Linked DNA regions of Mus musculus: region 2 is linked to region 1. The links are chromatin contacts, called in public Hi-C maps. All regions are on one chromosome and are shown on one strand. Each heading gives the region's core, a stretch centred on a gene start, on an enhancer-like site or on the middle of the called end of the contact. The rest is flanking DNA. Distances are from core to core; before and after follow the strand shown. Region 1 has its middle 61 kb from the start of Tmem200a. Region 2 overlaps Samd3 (sterile alpha motif domain containing 3).

Region 1 (7,656 bases), core at 2,727-5,226:
TGCAGAAGATGGAGGCCTGCCTTGTGAAATTTCAGAGGGAAGATTAAAGACTCTTTTCAGGGACATTGCTATTTTGATTGTGAAGATTCTGTGGTTCTGGTTAGCTGGGGCTGAAGAATCAGCTGTGATTAACAAGATACCAGAACTACTTAAGTGAAAGAGGCTGTGTTCCAGAGATAGCCAAAGTTGTACCTCGTGCTGCAGCAGGACTTGGTAATGTGTAAGAGTCACCCAGGTGGTACTGGTTTTGAAGGCATGAAGGGGTCACACAGAGGACCTGAGGCTTGGCACTGTGAGAGGCCATGGAAGGCCATTGGTGAAGGTGCAGCCTCAGTTGCAATTGATGGCCCAGGACAGAAGGGGACATGCAAACAAGTTGAGGCTTGGCACCATGAAGAGAGCCTATGAGAGGCTGTTGGTGAAGCCTAGTTACAGCAGAAGACAGCAGTGTTTTGGAGATGCCAGTACCATGAAATGACCACCAAGAACAGCAGCAGCAGTGGAGTACAGGGAGCTGGAGCCTAAAAGACAACGTGTATGCTACAAAGGGCAAGGCTGGAGAAGTGACCCAAGCCCTTGGAGGAGCCCAGAAGATTGTGAGTTGGATCCCAGACATTGGACGGTGGGAGATTGATTTTGCTTTTCATTGTGACTGTGCCCTGATGCTTTTCCTTCTTGAAAACCCACAGTTAAGAGACTTTTAATTGTAAAGACTTTGGATTTTAAGAGAGATTGAAGTTTTAAGAATTTGCAAAGACTGTGGGACTTTTAAAGTTATTTAGATCTTGGGGATGAATAGGAAACTAAGAGTTGAGGCTTAATAGTGATGTGTTTGTGTGTCATGTTGACAAGGGGTCAATTGTACTGACTAGGTTTTTTTTGTGTCAACTTGACACAGCTGGAGTTACCACAGAGAAAGGAGCTTCAGTTGGGGAAATGCCTCTATGAGATCCAGCTGTAAGGCATTTTCTCAACTAGTGATCAAGGGGGAAAGGCCCCTTGTGGGTGGCACCATCCCTGGGCTGGGAGTCTTGGGTTCTATAAGAGAGCAGGCTGAGCAAGCCAGGGGAAGCAAGCCAGTAAAGAACATCCCTCCATGGCCTCTGCATCTGCTCCTGATTTCTTACCTGGTTGAGTTCCAGTCCTGACTTCCTTGGTGATGAACAACAGTATGGAATTGTAAGCCGAATAAACCCTTTTCCTCCCCAACTGCTTCTTGGTCATGATGTTTGTGCAGGAATAGAAACCCTGACTAAGACACCGCCCATCTCCAAAATTTTAATCCAGAATTGCTCCTGTCTAAAGGAAATACAGGGACAAAGAATGGAGCAGAGACTAATGGTAAGGCCATCCATAGACTGCTCTACCTGGGGATCCATCCCACATGCAGATACCAAATCCAGACACTTTGGCTGATGCCAAGAAGTGCTTGCTGACAGGAGCCGGATACAGCTGTCTCTTGAGAGGCTCTGCCAGAACCTGACAAATACAGATGCAGATGCTCACAGCCAACCATTGGAGTGAGCATAGGGACCCCTGAAGGAGCTGAAGGGGCCTTATCTGCCATCAATGGGAAGGGAGACCCTTGGTACTGTGAAGGTACAGTGTAGAGGAATGCTACAGTAGTAAGGCGGTAGTGGGTGAGTGGGTTGAGGAGCACCCTCATAGAAGCAAGGTAAGGGGGAATGGGATAGAGTGTTTACAGAAGGGACATTGGGAAAGGGGATAACATTTGAAATATAAATAAATAAAATATCCAATTAAAAAAGAATAAGTAAGTCTAAGAATAAAGTCTTACATTTTTATAACTGATACTTAGCTAGGTGTTAGACATGAATGCCCTCCGATTTCCCGATAGGCTACATAATCCCAAATGATCAACCCTTAAACACGTGTACTTATCAGCAATACCAAATGCTTTCAATAGGGCGTGCGTGCGTGCGTGCGTGCGTGTGTGTGTGTGTGTGCGTGTGCGTGTGTGTACCTATAGCAATAATAATTATAGAAAAAGAGATCATGGGCTTTTGAGGGAGAGATCACAGGAGGAATTTGGAGAGAGAAGAGGAATTATGTAAATGTGGTACTTAAAGTCAAAATTCTCAAAAATAAATTAATTAATTAATTAATAATTAATTAAATGAGCCTTTAGGAGGTGGACAGATAGCTCACTGGTTAAGCACTTTTTGCTTTCACAGGGGACTGGGCTTCTGCTCCAAGTGCCCACTTCAATGGTTGATAACCACCTGCAATACTAGTTCTAGGATATCAGCCATCCTTTGCTGGCCTGCTTAGGCACCTGCATGCATGTGGTGCACATACATACCCACAGGCACACATACATAAAATAAGTGAATCGATCTTCAGTTATTTTTATTGTACATGTATGGAGTCCACTGTGATAATTTGATACAGGCATATGATGTGCTATGATTAAGTCAGGGCACTTAGCATTTTTATCTTTGTAAACATCTATCATTTCGTCATTGAAAAACTCGAAGTTTCTCTCTTCCAGTTGCTCATAAAATGTATAATAAATTGTTGTTATCCATGCTCGCTGCAGGAAGCCATGGGACACTGTCCCACACTTCTCCTCGCTGTATCTATCTTTTCACTGCTGAATGCCAGGCAGAATGAACAGCATCTTCATATACAGATTTTTGCCAAATTGAAATGGCACTGTGCGGCGGGGAGGGGGATCAGGGAGCATTAAATTCAAAGGTCTGCCTTTCTAGTCTGAAAATAAGAGGGTTACCTAGTCATCTTCAAGGAAGGTATCGACCCCCTAAAGTATTTAAGGATTCACCTAATCACTCTAAACCACTATCCTTATGTTGAACAACATTTTCTGAATCTACATGTTGATATATTTTGAGGGTCTTTTTAATTTATTTATAAGGATTTATTTATTTATTACTATTGTTTCTATTTTTAATCATGCAAAATTAAAGTGGTCATAAAGATGTTCCAGGATGTTAAATGCCAGAGCACATTTATTAACTCACCCCCTGTGCTTCTCCTGTATACCCTCATAGATTCGTCCTTCATTTATTCATGCATTGATTAAATATTCATTGGGCCTAGGCTGTATCCAGTGCTTAACAGGCACACACGAAGGGGACGGGAACGTGTGCTTTTTTGCCCTTCCCCTTTCAGTCTGGATGGAAAACTAACTCTTAATGTGGCCCTTGGCACTTATTACAAAAGTCAAGATCTCCTTTAAATAATGTCACACTCTGTAAGATTGACTTTGTTGTCCTATTTTACTGATAGCAAAAAATGAAGTTGAGAGAGCTGAGATTCAGGAGCCTTGGCCAGATTTTCATTGCACAGGTGCTAAGCAACCATCCCCTAAACATGAAAGGAACATTCATCGAGCAAACTATGAGTGTGTCTGACGCTGTCTTTGTGTAGAAGTTCAGGAAGATCCAAATAAATAATATAGCTCCAGGAGATGCTTCTCATCATATTTCAAAAAAAAATTACATCTAATAAGAACATAGCACACAACAAAGAACACAGGTGGGCCAATAGAAGTGGGGTTCAGAGGCTAAAACTCAGACAGAGGGCTTAGGAAGCCTGGCTCTTGTGAGGCATGAGAGGAGAAAATCAACGCGATATTCTTTCACCTGCCCATGTTTCACAGTGCCTAGCACATGCTTGTAGAGACAATCATTTTAGCACGTTATTACATCGATGATGAGCAGGAGATATTATTTGATGTTTTGACATTTCATAACTGCTGTAAACTAGTTCTATCTTATGTCAATGGCTGTTCTCATGACTCCCACTGTTTGGCTTTTCATCTGTTATTTCATGAACATTTTTCTATTGTAGACTTCTAAATGTCAAACAACAACAATAACAACAACAACAACAACAACACAACAACAAATCAGTAGCTTGAGATTCAACACGCCATCTTCAGTTCACCAGCTAGTCGCGACCACACTGCCACCTAGTGGTTTGTAGCTGCGGCTTCCACAGTAAACAGTCTATTCAAACATATCAAGCTTACACATCTATTAACTGATTCTGGTTGGTTTATTTAGAACATACAGCTCATTTTACCATAGAGATGATATCGTGAATGACTATGAGGTTTCTAGTCTGCTTACACAATCCCATGATGGAATCCACACCTTCCATGTATTGTAATCCATTGTTGCAGGGGCAGGGGTGGGGGAAACTAAGACAGCAACCGTCACAAAAGAGACAGCTCATTTTACCCAGCTCAGACTCTGAAGAAACACAATACAGGTGGAAGAGCTCACTGGGATTAACAAATGATGTACGATGAGGGTCCAGAAAGCAGTAAGGAGCGGGCACTGTGGAGAAGGGCATCCATGGGGAGGGATGTGTGAATATGCATATATGACAAGACCATTCTTGGTGTGTGCAGAGAAAAGTGAGAATCCCTGTTTCCCAGGGAGCAAGGTGCAGAATGCAGAACTGACCTCAAGATACCTGGAGGTCAGGTGCCCAATTGCTTCCTATTAATTAGACTAGCTTGAATTTTCTATGAATGGGAAAAATACTTGTACACACATGACAATTAGCATAATTATTTCAAGATCTATGTTTGCTATTGAGTTTATTAAGAGCTCCTTGTTCTTCATGTCACTGCCTCATAGCTTATTCACCCATTCACGTGAAAATGAACGTCCTGGATGTTTCTATGGTTGGATGTTACAATAACAGGCTCAGGCTATTGTAAGTTCTCACTTATAACTTGTCTATGTGAAGATGTTCTCATTTAAGTTGGATAGTTACGTCGATTAGGGTAGCTGTACTGTATATCAGTCTATTGCCCTTTTAAAAGTCGATATACTGTCTTTCATCAGGGCAAGACCATTCTCTGTGTGTACAGTGTCACCAGTCAGTGTTGAATTTAGTCTCTCACAGTTTCCTCCAGCCCTTGCTATGGTCAGAGTTTTTCGTTATCCAAGTGGATGCATCCTGATATTATGTTGTGGTTTCTTAATACTTTAATGTTATTTATTGCCTTTACATGCACGAATTTGACATCTGTTTCCCATGTAATTTTTGAATATTGTAAAGTTGTTTTGAGCAACCCCTATTTGTCCTTAATTTAATTCCCATTGTCAGATATATCTTGATACTTTATTCTTTGTTATTTGTTATCTTTTCTTTCATTTACTGACTTCCTATAGATTGGTTAAATTTAGCACTATTCTATTTTGATACTTTCCCATAGCTTCTGGATATATATATACACGTTTTATTCATTTATTTTTCTCTGACTGTCAGATGGGGGCATTTGTGATCATCCATTTAAAGTCCACTGATTCTTTTCTTAGTCATTTCAAGTCTATAAATATTTTTGCCTCCCTTGCTAAGGCTTTATTTATTCATCCTTACACCCTTTAATTTCTTTCTCTGTCTTATTTCTCCAGCTGGTGCTTCAAGCACAATGCAAAAAGGAGTGGGAACGGTGGGCAGCCTTGTCTTGTTCCTGATTTCATTGGGATTGCTTCAAGTTTTTCCCCCATTTAGGATGGTGTTTGCCGTGGATTCCTCATTGATGATGATGATGACGATGACGATGACGATGATGATGGATACTGATGTATGTTCCCTCTAGTCCCACTTACTCTTTCTAGGACTTTTCATCATGAAGACATGTTGGATTTTTGTCAAAGGCTTTTTCTGCTCAGTTGGGATGATCATGTGATTTTTTTTACCTTTCAAACCACTTATGCAGTTTATAACATGTGTTAAATTGTGTATTTTGAACCACCCCTGTATCTCCTGGATAAAGCCAACTTGGTCATGGGGGATGATAATGTGTTTGATGTATGTCAGTATTTGGTTTGCAGGTATTTCACTGAGCATTTATGAATCTGTGTTCACCAGGAATTCTGGCCTGCAGCTGTCTCGTTATTCTTGTGTCTTTACCTGGCTTGAGCATTAGAATAATGCTGGCTTCATAGAATGAGTTTGGCAATGCCCTTTCTGTTTCTGTTTTTGAAATGTTTTAAGAAGGAAGAATTGGCTGTAGATTTCCTTTGAAAGTCTGATATAATTCTGTTATGAATCCATCTGGACCTGAACATTTTTAGTTAGAACTTTGTTACCATTTCAACTTCTTTGTGGGTCTATTTCTGCCATTGGCTTTTCTTAGTTTAATTTAGGTGATTTGATGGAATCTAGAAAATTCTCCATTTCTTTAGGTTTTCCAGCATAATAGAGTACAGCTTTTTAAAGTGTTCCCTTAAAATATTCTGATCTATCTCTCTCTCTCTCTCTCTCTCTCTCTCTCTCTCTCTCTCTCTCTCTCTCTCTCTCCATCTTGCTAATTTCTCAAAGAGCCAGCTCTTAGACTCATTGATCTTTGTATTAACTAACCACTGCTCTAGACTTAATTTAGATCCTACTATTGAGGCAAACTCTTCTAGGTCCATGCAGATGAGCAATGACTTAGGAGTTGGTCCACCTGAGCTGATGGGAGTAGATTATGTCTGAAGCTGTGCATGAGTCCCAAGAATCTTGCCATTTTATCCCATGAGTGCTTCATCTACTTGAGGCAATATATGCTGCTCACTTCTTAGCTAAAGGCTCAAAAGAGATTCTGTGTGGGACTGCTGTTGTCCCCTCTTCACTCAGTCTGCGAGGGCTGTCATCTGTATGTGGCCTTGATATAAATACAGATATTGGATGTGACCTAAGACACTTCAAGAGCTTCCTTGTTCAATTCAAATCTCTCCAGGGTGCAGTGTCCTACTGACTGCTGCCCCCATGTACACTTTCTAGGTTTTAGTTATTTCAGTAGAAGAAAAGTCCTGTCCCTGTCTATCTTGGTCAAAAGAAATTAATAAATCATTTATACAATAGATTTTTTTTTTGTCTTTCAAAGTTCATCTTTTGAGTGCAGAACTAAATATCAGTTCTGTTTTCCCAGGCCTTTTTTCTTTTACATTCCCAGTATTTCTTAAACTTCCCATCATAATACTTACCTGAGTGTATTTTAATTTTGTGGTTTTTATGTACATCTCCTCCATTAGGAGAAAATTTTCATAATTTTCCTTACCTCATCAATACCTAAATTCATACTCACACCTGATAGTTATTCAGCTAATATTTGTACAGGGTCAGTGAGCCTGTCCCCGTTCTTCTTGGAGAGACATTCATGGACAGCTCTCAGTTTGTCATTGATTTGGAGACCTGCCTTCTCATTGGCATTCTAGAGAGGTGTTGGGCTCTGCCACCCTACTCCTGCTCCCACTCCTTGGTTGCTCACAGTTGCTAGGAGAAGTGATAACTCATAGTAACAGTAAGGTAGATAGTTGGTGGTGGATGTGAAACAGAACCAAATGCTGTCTATTGAGATTTCCCACTAGGCCATCTGTGTAGAATTCTGAAAATATTGTAGCCTAGGAGTCCAAAGTTCCAGATGTGCAATGGGCTTTGTTGAGTCTTGGCAGTATAAAGAGAGCTATTGACTACCTTCTGAAGTCATGTTCTCATTTATAACATGGAAATGCTAATTATACAGTTGCCAGTCCTTACCTGCATATCCAATATCCAAAAAGCTAGAAAAACCAAATGATTTTGTATAACTTGTTTCACATTAAAACCAGATCTGGAATTAAACCTACGTGGAGCACTTTGGAAATTCTTACTGCACCTATTTTGATT
Region 2 (7,656 bases), core at 2,070-4,569, 110 kb after region 1:
AGCATTTGGCAGGCTGAAGCAGGAGGACCAGGAGTTTGAAGGCAGCCTGCTGCTGTGTCAAGCAAAACAAGAGGGGAATCTTCATGTCATCATTGTACAAAGGAAACATGCCTAACATTATTGAACTGTACACCTAAAAAGTCCTTTAAAATTGTAACAAAGAGTTGAATGTTCATCACAAGAAAAGTATGATATAAGAAACAACCATGAGAAACTGGAGGTATGTGGAGCTGAAGATATATTGCTACACCTGTGTCTGTCCTTATATAAATCCACTTTGGTGAACATGGTTAACATGATAGAGTCGGTATCTTACTGTCTTAAGTACACATAGGCAAGGAGTTTTTTTCTCACGCCCCCCCCCCCCGCCATCATTCTCTCCTTTTTCTCTTCTTCCCTTTTCCCTTTCTCTCTATCATTGTCCCATTTTCAGGTAAAGGCTTAATATATATGAACCAAGTCAGAAGATTCTGAATGACAGAAGGCCTTAAAAAGTCTCATTTTCCCCTCCAAACTCAGAAAAGATGTGGCATCCCATATCTGTAAATAATAGCGAGTCAAGACTAGAATTCAGTCACGCTTGCTCACAAAGGATGCCATCATTTTAAAAAAATTGCGATTCTGCATGTACGATGTGCTATAAACTGACTCAATTTTTCTCTTACTAAAATCAAAATAGTGTAACCAAGCGACAACAAAAAGTCTAGGATTCTGACATCTCCAGTCATGGCATTGTACGTAATACTGACCCTCTGTGCTTCTTCTACATCAAGATACAATATAATGTCCATCTGATCAGTGATGTGGTGTACAGAATTTTAGGCATGTCTCTATCTCTGTAAATCCCACATCCTTAGCTTCAGTCTCTGACACTGCACTATGTGGTTAGGCGCAGGGTGATGCATTTGTAGTGAATGTGAACAGATTGCTTTCATGTCACTGGTCCCCAAGCAAGACAGGTTTTACCTAGCACACTGTTTCATATATCCCAGGGGGCACAGAGATACTTGAAAATAAAGGGGAGTATTCCTAATGAGTCTTACACATATAAGCAAATAAATAGCTATATTTTTAAATTCTATTCTGTTTCTCTTCCTCTCTCTTCCTCTGTCTCTCTTCTTCTGTCTCTCCCTGTCTTTGTTTGTCTCTCTGTCTCTCTCTGTGCACTCCCACCCCCACCTCCTGCCTCTCCGTAATTCAGGTCACCAGGCTTAGCTGCTAAGTGCCTCCACTTGCTCAGCCATATTTCCTGCCATTCAATTACATTTTGAACTTCAAATCTATGGTTATTGAAGTGAGATACCTACGAAGTAAGGACTAATGCCCTGTGGGCTCCCATGGGCACCCGTGGGCATCTAATCTACATATGTTCCCATATATTATGCAAAAATAATATAAGACATGGAAAATAGTTTAGCAGCTTGCGGCCTCATTTGCACACTTAAAGATATACATGGAGAAGGTTGGTGCATGTATAGGTCTTTACCCAAACTCTCACCACATCTCTATATGAAGTTATGTTCATGCTAATTCCATGATGTAGAAAATGCCCAAGGGGGCTGGAGAGATAGCTCAGAGATTAAGAGCACTGACTGCTATTCCAGAGGTCCTGAGTTCAATTCCCAGCAACCACATGGTGGCTCACAACTATCTGTAATGGGATCCAATGCCCTCTTCTGGTGTGTCTGAAGACAGCAACAGTGTACTCATATAGATAAATTTAATTAAAAATTAAAAAAGAAAAAGAAAAAAAGAAAATGCCCAGAAACACTGAGAGAGCTGCCATTGGTGTGTGTGTGTGTGTGTGTGTGTGTGTGTGTGTGTGTGTGCGCGCGTTATGATTCTATGTGTGCATTTATGTGCAATGCATGTGTGTATGGTGTGTGTGTGTTATGGGTGTACATGTTCATGTATGTGCACATGCATTTGTGCGTGGTGTGTATGGGTGTGTATGTAAAAGGGAATGAAGATGAAAAAGTAGAAGAGAGCAAGTACTTGGTTACTTTTAGGGCTGATTTTTATTTTAAACTGTCGAGATTTTTCAGATTTATACAGTGATTTCTGGTAGGTATTCAAGACCAAGATTTCTCTTCCCGAGGTTACATTTGGTGCTAGATAATTCCTAGTTCTCTGTGGTGTGGATCCTCATGAGCACCATGGGACCGTGAGTGGGACCCTTGGCGCCCACTGGGTGAGTGTAACTCCTGTCCACTCTAGTTATATCACGTGTCTTCAAATATCATGAGATTCAGGGAGGAGAAGGGAGGAGCACTCTCAGGCTGCCATTCCAGGTCCATTAGCTTATAAGATTTTGTGGTATTTATCTTCTTCCTGCATGTTGTTTGTGGTACATGACTGTTTAGAAACAAGTTACCCTAAACATCTTTTTGCTGTTATTGTTGCTTTGGGGGTTAATTTCACCATACTGAGAACTGAACGCAGAGCCTCATACATTGTAAGCAAGCTCACTACCACAGAGCCATACCTCCCAGTCTTTAGCAAAGGCCTTTACATGGCAGTTTCCTGTATAGCAAAAATATTATTATTTTTATGCCCATGAAAATTAATAATAGTTGCATAGTGTCCCATACAATCGGTATTTTGCATTGCATTTGGTTCTTCTGTTTCTGGATCTTTCTCTCTTCCTTCCTTCCCTTTCTCTCTTTCTTTCTTTCTTTCTTTCTAACTTAATCTCTTTGTCATTTTCTGTTTTCTCTGGAGGCGAAAAGGTTTTTACTTTTTGGTCAAGTTGTTGTTTTTGGTTTTTTTCCCCCTGCATCATGTAAAGTGATGTGCACACTTCACTTATCTGATGTTTCTCAATGATTATATTTGGGTTTGCAACACAAAGTATGTACCTGCCAGACGCTGCAAATTATGTCACGTCATAAAGAGCGGGTGATTTCAGACTGATTAAGAAAGCCGAGTCTGTGTAGGACTTCTCCCATCCTTAGCTGGTGACTATGGGAATGGGGGATGGCTGTGCTCCAGCACAATTGTTTTCTACTGAATCCACCTACTCATACTGTTATGTGATAGCTCACAGGGCAGGGCACAGAGCAGGTACTCTATTCACTCCCATGGATGAGCATGCAGAATTGGTTCACTTGTGTGTTCCGTTTCATGACATCCTAGCAGGTGATGGCTATGTGTGCAGCAGAGCTCCTGTCCCTTCTGAATTATAGGAAACACAAACAAATCGATCTGAACTGGTTCATGTCAGGACTGGGAAAAACCACAAACCATCTACTGGTTTTATGCTGTTATAAGACAGCAATAGCAGAACATCCCAGCCTGGGGGAGATGACAGAGCATCTCTGAGTCATACCATGCCCAGGAGCTTAATCTAGGCACAAAGCAGCTCCAGACTGGGCCTGTGGACCGCCTCCATAGGACTGGACAGATGCCAGGATGATTTAGGAATAACACTTTGTAAGCATCTTTCACAAGTAGCTAGTCCCAAGATTCATGCTCTCTCTTTCCCCTCCCCACCTTCTCTGGTTTTCCAAGACAGGGTTTCTCTGTGTAGCACTGGCTGTCCTGGAACTGGCTCTGTAGACCAGGCTGGCCTACAACTCAGAGATCTGCCTGCCTCTGCCTCTCAAGGGCTGGGATTATAGGTATGATCTGCTACCGCCACCCAACATCATAAAAAACACAGTTTAGGAGTGGTGTGTGTGTGTGCGTGCGTGCGTGTGTGTGTGTGTGTGTGTGTGTGTGTGAACTCAGTAAAATGCTTGCCACGTAAGCCTGAGCACTCCAGTCTGATAGTCATCACCCACATAAATAGCATGATGATGCATGCATGCTTACGATCCTAGTGCTGAGAAAGCAGGGACAAACAGATCCCTGAAGCAGCCCAGCCTAGTCATTAAGCCCCAGGCCAGTGAGAGATCAACATAGGTGGTTCCATAAAAAACGAAATCCATAGTTGACCTCTGGCTTTTATATACACATACACACATATGATGCACCTACACACACACACACACACACACACACTCAGACACACACAAACATGCATAAACACACATACACACATGCATGCACACACAGGCATGCACACACATTTGTCAGGAAAGATCATGCTGCTCCATTTGGTAGCTGAAGAACCTAGGCCGAAGAGGCTACTTATTACAAAGTATTTCGTTAGTGCACAGTAGCTTCAGTGCTGGGATCCGAATCTTCCTGACCTAGGCTACAGGGGTTTCTTTTTTTTTTTTTTTCCATTTTTTATTAGGTATTTAGCTCATTTACATTTCCAATGCTATCCCAAAAGTCTCCCATACCCACCCACCCCCCCTACCCTACCCACCCACTCCCCCTTTTTGGCCCTGGTGTTCCCCTGTACTGGGGCATATAAAGTTTGCAAGTCCAATGGGCCTCTCTTTCCAGTGATGGCCGACTAGGCCATCTTTTGATACATATGCAGCTAGAGACAAGAGCTCCGGGGTACTGGTTAGTTCATAATGTTGATCCACCTATAGGGTTGCAGATCCCTTTAGCTCCTTGGATACTTTCTCTAGCTCCTCCATTGGGGGCCCTGTGATCCATCCATTAGCTGATTGTGAGCATCCACTTCTGTGTTTGCTAGGCCCCGGCATAGTCTCACAAGAGACAGCTACATCTGGGTCCTTTCGATAAAATCTTGCTAGTGTATGCAATGGTGTCAGCGTTTGGATGCTGATTATGGGATGGATCCCTGGATATGGCAGTCTCTAGATGGTCCATCCTTTCATCTCAGCTCCAAACTTTGTCTTGCTACAGGGGTTTCTAAAGATCAAGGACTGTGAGACTTGAGCCATGAAACCAGCAATGGCAGCAAGTAAATGCCACACCTTTTCTAATGTTTTCTAGAAGGTTCCGTATGCTCACAAGAAGATAACGGACACTTGTTGGCTTGGGTTTTGTTTGTTGTTTGTTGTTTGTTTTTGTGGTGTTCAGTTTCGTGACTCTAATTGAGGGACTTTAATTTGAACACAAACTTGTTATCAGGATAAGTCTAAGGATTGATTCATTGCTTCTATTATAATATGATGAGAGTAATTTCAACCCTAAGGGTCTCATACAAAAATCATATTGTTCTACAGGACTATGCAAAGCTCTATAAGACTGACTGGCCTGCTTTATTATTTTATACAGTTTTTATGGAAACGAGCCCTCAAAGATCGCTTTAAATATATTCGAAGACCCATAGAAGATGATGAACAAGTAATGAGGAATAAGTGTAAATTTGGACACCGAAGAGGCCAGACAAGGAAGTCTCTTGCTGACATACAATCGAATGAAATTAAAATTGTGCAGATCAAAGTAAGCCTGAATTTTAAACACTCTGACAACTTTGGCTGATTAATGGCATGACAATAAATTGTAGCATGATAGCAAAGCAAGATACCCTTTTAAAGTTATTAATAAAATCAATGATTTGCATGGCTGACATAATGTTTCTTAAAGGGTGCCAGTAATCATTTGGATACCAGGATGTTAGTATACATTTCATGACTATGCTCTTCACAGCCTTCAAAGAAACTGGAAAAACCTCTTACAACTCTGGTTTCTTGAAATGTCTCTCTTCTTCTCATTCTACACTGCACTTACAATTCTCTTTTCCTCTTAGTTTTTGGAATGTCTCAGGAGATCAAACCTACTTCAAATCCTTATCTAGCTAAAGATGACCTTGAACTCCTGATCCTCCTGTGTTTGCTTCCAAAGTATTGGGATTACAGACCTGCACCATCACAGCCTCTTACACCTCGTCTTGTGATGTTCACATCACTACGGAAAGTTATAATCTTAATATTAAATTAGTCTCTGATATTCAGTCCCAGAGATTGAACCCAGAGTCTTGTGCGTGCTAGGCAAACGTTCTTCTACTGAACTGTGCTCCTACACCTAGAACCAGTTTAATGCTCCCGTTAGGTAGTCTTCTATCCTAAGTTTCTGGAGAGGCAGTTATCCATAAGCTTGGGTACAGAGCTCTACATTAGCTTCCTTCACCTGCTGGTTCAGAAGGCTTCCAACCCCATGCTGTGAGTAGCTTTAAGCTGAGGACCAGGCAAAGCCTAAAACTCCTTCTCCACCAAGGAGAGGCCATGTGAGTCTTAACAAGTGTTCTTTAACTACTCAGAGCCCCAGATGGCCTCAGAAAAACATTTTCTGTTTAAATTGCTAATTGCTAAATGTAATAGACTGAACTCTTAAGAACACTGTACAGATTATTAAATGTCGAAGATGAATCTTTTGCCCTCCCAATTACATTTTCACTTTAATCTACAGGAATATTATAAATCCTAATTTTTCACACATTAATATTTAGAATGTACGTGATGTAAACACTCTATTTTCATCTGGTATGTTTGTCTATTATCAATAGAGAAAACTATTTGATCAGATCAGCTTTAATAGTATTTTTCTGGGAGCTCCAGCTCAAGGACATATGCTCAACATGTTTTGTAAACCATTCATTGCAGTGTCGTGCAACATGTAAAGTTCCAGACGGTTATTGGTTAAATATTTTATTAAAACTGTAAATGAGACTTTTGTGTGCTAAGTCAGTTAAGATACTATTAATTATACATCTTCTTTGACAACATGACAAGAAGGGTACCCTAAATTCAGGTAGGAAGATTTTTTTTTTGAAATTTTCCTTGTACAATTACAGATATACACTAAAAACATAGTAGCTATAGAAGCACACCCCTGTAAGCACACACTTAGGAGGCTCAAGCAGGAGGACAGAGTGTTCAAGCTTAGCCTAAGCTGTAGAATGAGACATTGACCTTTGAAAAAGGATAGAAAATGAATTAAAATTATGATAAGATAGTTATATGCTTTTAAGAAATTGTGCACATAGTCTTAAAATGTCTCTAGAAAAGAACAATATTGCATTATTGCTGTGTGACACTATTCCTGGGGAGATTTCACCCCTGACAAGACACTGGTGACAGACTATCAGCGTCTAACTTGGAAAGCCAGTGAGTGTTACTGGACTTATTTACAGGAATATGGTTGAGGGTCACTTACAAGAACAGAAATGACTCAAAGACAGCTGCATTACCAAAGCCCACCACCTCAGCATGGGTGACAATTCACCAAAGCTGGGAGTCTAGAGCTTATTGCACAACTTGTGGGCTCCTCTTTGAGGTTGGATGGTATTCTTTTCAGGTGAGTTGGATAGTCTGAGCCTCCTCTTTGCAGCTCAGCTCGACTGAGAGCTTTCTTAGCATGTCAACTGATCTCTGCTTCTCCCAGATAGGTAGGCATATCTGAGTATTTCTCTGGGTCATCTTTACCCTTGAGGAGGGAGGGGCCTAGTGAATCTTACCAGTTTCAGGGACTTCCTGAACTATTATGAATTGCTTATTTTCTATCTTAAAGAACTTCCCTGCAATATAAGATGTTTCACTTCTCATTATGACATCCTGTTGTTTCCCTTCCCTGTAAACATTCTGTTTCAAGCATTTCACCTCCACTTTAACATCATATATACTAAAATTTTCCCCCAAGATGAAAGGTTTTAATCTCACAGGCACTGCTGGATAAGAATTGTGCATACATTTATTTCCTCCCTCAAAATACAGATTTTTGCAACACTGAAAGTTAAGTTCTTTCCTAAGTTAATTAAAAATAAATAAATTCAGTTCCATTCCATGTTTC

Evidence for each region. A called contact is a pair of places that touch in the nucleus more often than the background predicts.
Region 2: a contact with region 1 is called in a Hi-C map of cortical neurons, with 2.7 times the contacts expected there. The contact joins two enhancer-like sites. A contact is called at or near these places in 1 of 39 promoter capture datasets (the 3T3-L1 cell line), 2 of 15 datasets of contacts at CTCF or cohesin (CD8 T cells and the NIH/3T3 cell line), 3 of 484 Hi-C or Micro-C datasets (cerebral cortex and cortical neurons) and 1 of 115 datasets of contacts at active chromatin or transcription factors (neural progenitor cells).

What each region holds. Positions count from the first base shown.
Region 1 is chr10:26,135,670-26,143,325 of GRCm38.p6, forward strand. No RefSeq gene overlaps it. Among named protein-coding and RNA genes, the nearest start is that of Tmem200a, 61 kb to the left of the region's middle. Within about 2 kb of position 3,977, at least 6 of the 459 cell types and tissues checked have an H3K27ac peak or open chromatin away from gene starts, as enhancers often do. A contact at or near this core is called in cortical neurons, where this site is marked.
Region 2 is chr10:26,246,607-26,254,262 of GRCm38.p6, forward strand. Samd3 (sterile alpha motif domain containing 3) reads left to right here. Exons shown (of 11, transcript NM_001115154.1): 7 at 5,143-5,310. Among named protein-coding and RNA genes, the nearest start is that of Samd3, 21 kb to the left of the region's middle. Within about 2 kb of position 3,320, at least 23 of the 459 cell types and tissues checked have an H3K27ac peak or open chromatin away from gene starts, as enhancers often do. A contact at or near this core is called in cortical neurons, where this site is marked.